Regions from separate parts of the Mus musculus genome. Here region 2 is linked to region 1. The links are chromatin contacts, called in public capture Hi-C maps. All regions are on one chromosome and are shown on one strand. The core of a region is the stretch at or near the end of the contact, and the rest is flanking DNA. Distances in the headings are between cores, read along the strand shown.

Region 1 (2,700 bases), core at 176-2,675:
GATGATGAGTCCCAGGCCAGCCAGCAGGTCTGCAAGAGCCAGGCTGCCTATCAGTAGGAACATGGGGGCTCGCAGGCTGGGGCTGTGGAAGATGATAAGGACCACAACGGCATTTTCACAGCAGATGAGGGTTCCTGAGCTGCACAAGACAATGTCCCAGGGGTTGACAACGAGCTCGGGTTCTGACTCCGCAACAGAGCCCTGGGAGGGGACAGCGGCTGAGATGTTCTCTGGAGCACCGGCATCTATACAGTCCCGAGGCAGCCCGCTTAAATTGACCTTCGGGTCTTCGTTCATTTTAACCCCTGTCCTCTTCAACGGAAAGACAGGCTTTTTAATGTTTGGGTACAGTAGGGTGCCAATCCAAGATCATGCAAAACACACAGAGAAAGACAGACAACCCTGGGCTCAGCTATCAGTGTCAAAATGCCACGAGCTTCAGGAATTAAAAACAAAAGCTAAAGTCTGCAACCGAAATGCTGTTTGTCTCTGAGGGAAACACGGATCAGGACTCCCGAGGCGGCACATGCACACTCGCACACTTGCCAAAACGCTGAAAACCGACATTGGCTAATTGCATCTCCCATGCCGAAAACCAACAACTGTTTGACATCTGGGCTGCTGAGAGAGCACCGCCCAGCAGCCACAAGTCTGCAGGAGGGTGGAATATTTTAAGGGCCCCAAACTCCCACCCTTCCCAAACATACCTCACGCGCGAGCACACCCCCAAACACACCTCCAGACTCAAACAAAGGGGTGGGGTCCCAGTCTCTCCCATGTGCACCGCTCAGAGTGCAAGGGCTACAAAAAAGGTAGGTGTGTACCACAGAGGTGCCCAGACAGACAGAGAGAAAGATATGCATGCATTTGGCACCGCTCCCCTAGCAGCGGGGACGCGCAGCCTGCGGGGCAGGGGGTTACCGGGGGTCACCTTGGCACGCCCTGGCCGAGGGGTGGCTCCTTCAGTGCTGCCGAATAGCTCGGGCCACCCGCGTGGCACGTCCGTGGTGGCGCCCGCGGCAGGTGAGCTGCGGTGCTCGCGCCCGGCTCTCCGCCCTCCGCGCTCCCCGCCGGGCGCGCATCCGCGGGAACCCCACGAGGCTGCGCGCGCCCCCGCAGGTCGCAGCTGCGTGAGGGGCGGGAGCCCGCCACCGTGGACGCCCGCCTGCAACAGTCATGCGAAGACCCACTCGAACGGCCGGAGAGTCTGGCGACCTACTTTGATCCTGTGGCTTCCCCGAGGCGCCCTTGACCCTGGGGCTCGGCTTCTTATGCTTTCCCCTAAAGAATTGTAAACGGCCGGGTTTTCGGGATGAACAGGAGGAATGCGGGGTAAGCAGGTTAGGGCTGGCGGAGGAGACTTACAACAGCAAGCGACTCCCTCTCTTAGATTGCAGTTGGCCGGTCTGCAAATTATTGTTCCCTTGGGGACGTTCGCTTAACTGGATAGGAGCTGCTGCTACTTAGATCGCCCAGCTGCACTTATTAGGCACTCTCGGAGCCGTTCGCGAGTGGAAATCATTTAGGGCATTCTTGCAAAAGCTTCCTTCAGGCACTGGCCCAAACCCAATTCATTTAAGTACCCAAGTGACACTTATTAATTTATTGTTTCCTGTACCTCATCCGCGGAGTCTAGGGTTAAGATCCTGAAGGTTGCCTGCCGGAAAAGGACTAGCCTGTGTCTCTCATCCTGGAACCGGATCAGATCTTAAATTTAATCACGCTCTCCAGCCTAAAGGTGGGAGGAGAAAAGTCCTATTTCCGTGTGACCTCAATGTTGTGCAAGGCAAAGGATCCTGAGGACCCTTCATATGGGGTTATCATCAGATGCATCTGCCTCCCCTGTGTCTCACTGAAATTCCTACTCCAGCCTACCAGGCTCCAAGTCTTAGATCTCTTTTTACCCCATGTTCCCCCACCCCAGCCCCAGCCCCGCGCGCATCCATCAGCAGCTGTCTCTACCGTGTCATGCTCCTGGTACCAAAACCCTCCCTTCACCTCCCTGGTTACAACCTTCCTCTAGCCGCCCCTTCCCCCTTTCTCACTAAGGCAACACACTAAACCCGGTGTGACCTTGCCATAATGCAGCAGATCCGTTCCGCCCAACCTGAGCTCTCACACTGCTTCTGAACTCTCTCCCTGGACATTCTGCTTTGGGACACGTGGAGCTGTTGAGTTTTCTGCTGAGTCTTCTCATGTCCCCCAAAAGGCTCCAGGACTCTTTCTGAGTCCTGTATTCCCTGCGGCAACACTTCTGAAACTTGACTTAGAAACCAGCAGTTCTGGGGTTGGGGTCCCGGCGTCAGTCCCAAGATGCTGGTGATGCCGACCTGCGGGTCACACTTTAAGAAACGAGGTTCTATGGAGTTTAATAGTCGTGTGTATGGAAAGGAGACATCACTTGCGTCAAGGACCGTTTGAAAGCCTGCGTGAACAAATTCACGAAGACATTATCTTAGCACTCACAGACACACCCTGGACCAGTGGTAAGACAAAAATCAACATTATCCCAGGTAGCAGGTACTGCTGTGAAGGGATGCTCCTGTCTCTTTTCATTTCTTTGTAATAAGCGGAAGCATTTTTAGAACAGAGCAATGGGAAATGAGCAATGTGGGGCTGGAGAGGTGGCTCAGTGGTTACATGCTCTGACTGCTCTTGCAGTGGACCTGGGTTCAGTTCCAGGCGCGTATAAGGTGACTC
Region 2 (2,700 bases), core at 163-2,662, 720 kb after region 1:
AGTCCGCTGTGATGCTAAGAGAGGATTTCTATGAGAGACTTTGCTTGGCAGAGAGAGGGAAGAGTCAGGGACCCTGGAGTTCCCCCACTTCCTCCGAGGCTTCTGGGGGGCTCCGCCTTCTCTCCAGGGGCGCACCGCGGCGTCTGTGCTCGCAGCAGCACCGACCCCTTCAGTAGACCCTAATGGCCAAACTGATCCTGGCGCAGCCTCCACACTCCCTGGCCCTTTCGGGGGGGTACCTCAGATGGAAGAAGAAAAGCAGGTAGCTAAGTTGAGTAGGCACGGCAAAGAGAATCCAAGCGGCCCGACCCTCTCGGCCAGGAACGGTGTAAGGAATGCGGGAGGCAGCCAACTCAAGGGCACGATTCAGCTCGCGGCGGGCGACAGTGCTTAGGACACTACCGGGAGCTTCCGAAGGCGTCCCGAGGTTGCCAATGGGGTACTGCCCTAAACAAACCTGGGGGAGCGAGACACAAATATACACTCCTGGGATGAATCCACCTGTATTTCCCCCTTTGCCCCTTCTCCTGTCCTGGCTAGGAGCTGGCAGACAGCCCGCGACAGCCCCAACGCACGCGGGACCTGGGGCGCGCCCCGGCACCGCTTACCTTGGCTTCCTAGGGACTGCTGCGCGGGCTTCCGCATCCACTCGCACAGGTTTCGCCGCTGGCCGCTGGGGGACAGCTGTTCGGCGGCGGCGGTGGCTGCGGGCCCCGGGGGGCCGAGGTTGAGCGTCTGCAGCAAGCCGGAGGCGCAGGACGGCGAGGCGGCCGGATGGTGCGGGTGATGATGCGGGTGATGGTGCGCGTGGTATTCGGCGGGGCTGCTGTAGCCCATAGCGGCGGCCGGGGAGCCACCATTGAGACCGTGGGCTACCGCGTTGGCTGCCGCAGCGCCCCCGGGTGCGTAGCCATTCCAGTCCTCGCGGAGAGGGGCGCCGTACGCGGTGGGCCAGGATGGCCCTGGGGACTGAGCGCTGTCCAAGTTCGCCGTAGCAGCCGCCGCGGCCGCCACGTGGTAACCACCGTAGTCCGGGTACTGCGGAGGACTGACAAAGTTCTGCGGAGCCAGGTTCAGGCCGCCGGAGTGGCGCACGGAGCTAGGATACATGCTCACGTCCTTGTCCAGAAGGTAGCTCACGTACATGGTGGCGAGGGACCCAGAGCAGACCTCACCATGCTGTCTGGGGACAAACGTTGAAGGCTGCCAGAGGCGCGAGGCGCAGGGGGCTAGAGATAAAGGTAGCTGGCTGCACCTCAGCCCACGGTGCTCCGTCGGCTCCTTGCAGAGCTTCTGCCTCCCGGGCAGTCCCTCCCTCCGTCCTGCCTCCTCCCCTCTCTTCCTTCTTTCCTCCCACCTCCTTGCCAGTAAGCTGTAGAGGCGGGGATGACCCGCCGCAGGTTGGCTCGCGGAGTCCCAGGCCAGCGGCCTTACGTGATTAACGAGTGTTTACAAGACTCTATTAGTAATGACACAGACACCAATGGCTGGAGACGTCGAGGCGCAGCGCGCTACGCACACAGTCCCCACCACCACCACCCCCAGAAACACGATTTGCATTTTAAAAGTTGGGGAGGGGGGCGCTCCTGAGAGGGCAGCGACCAGATCACAGCTGAATATTCAGGCCCTTCTTGCTAGCTACGAGCTTCCTCCTTCCAACCTGGGTGCACTTTAACCTCCAATCACAGGTTCAAAGACTGAAATGAAGAGACTTGCAAACGCCTTGGGAAGTCCAGAAAGGCAGGCTTGGTGGGAAGCTGGGTTTGGAAACGGGCGGGCGCAGCCTTTCGTACATTCTCAGGCAGAAGGTGGTCAAGAAAGGGGGGGGGGGGGAGGGAAGTCATTGCTTTGAAGAGCTTTCTGACCAACCCAGGAGGTAGGTGGCTTGTAGAGCTGCGGTGAAGGCTATTCCTTCCCGCTCTGAGAACCAGGAGGAGACTGACGGACGGACGGTCGGACAACCCTCAGCAATACATTTATTTCCTTGTCAAAGGAAACCACTCGGCCTCTACAAAAGAGAAAAGACGATTCTACCTCCAGGTTGCGCCCCCCACCCCAGGATTTGTCTTACAGTTAAGATTTAAGTTCAAGGAAAGCAATTCATTTTTAAAAACTATTACATTAAACAATCGAAACCCTCTTCAAAGCCAACAACTGGACCCACGATATGGAAGGCAGTAATTAGTGGATGGCTGGGATCCTGATATATTTCTCTCCCTTAAGCAAAATGCTAATTACACGACGTATTCGGTTTGAAACTTCCACAATTACACTTGTGTTTTTCCTGAGTGTATTTAAGAGTTTGTTTGTTTTGTTTTGTTTTAATCAAGGGAAGTATTTGTGCTGACACCTATCTAGTTATTCTTGTCTTATGTCATGCTTAAAACACTTTCTTCTGAGGAGAGATAGCTCAGCCAGAACACTGCCTGCTCTTGCGGAGGACCCATGTTCAATTCCCAGTACCCATTTGGTGGGCTCAAAACTCCAGAACTCCAGCCCAAGTAGATATGACACCCTCTTTTGGTGTCCAGCCACCATACGTGAGTGATACAGAGGCATACATGCAGTCAAAAACAGCCATACCCATAAATAATAATAAAATAAATATTAAAGCATTAAATTAGTTTAAAACAGCACTCTGTCCTTTATAAAGTGAAAGCTCTCTCTGCAGAAATTTGCTTTTCATCCCACGGAATGAAT

The links. Capture Hi-C pulls out chosen DNA fragments and counts their contacts.
Region 2: a capture Hi-C map of macrophages shows a contact between it and region 1, with 4 times the contacts expected there. The contact joins the promoter of Cdx2 here to the promoter of Gpr12 in region 1. A contact is called at or near these places in 7 of 39 promoter capture datasets (the C10 cell line, embryonic stem cells, liver and 2 more), 3 of 484 Hi-C or Micro-C datasets (B cells and embryonic stem cells), 2 of 115 datasets of contacts at active chromatin or transcription factors (embryonic forebrain and forebrain) and 4 of 9 other capture datasets (adipose tissue, embryonic stem cells, liver and 1 more).

What each region holds. Positions count from the first base shown.
Region 1 is chr5:146,583,814-146,586,513 of GRCm38.p6, forward strand. It overlaps Gpr12 (G-protein coupled receptor 12), which reads right to left and starts at 1,426. Exons shown (of 2, transcript NM_001359056.1): 1 at 932-1,426; 2 at 1-312. The coding sequence starts at 297.
Region 2 is chr5:147,305,837-147,308,536 of GRCm38.p6, forward strand. It overlaps Cdx2 (caudal type homeobox 2), which reads right to left and starts at 1,413. Exons shown (of 3, transcript NM_007673.3): 1 at 609-1,413. The coding sequence starts at 1,146.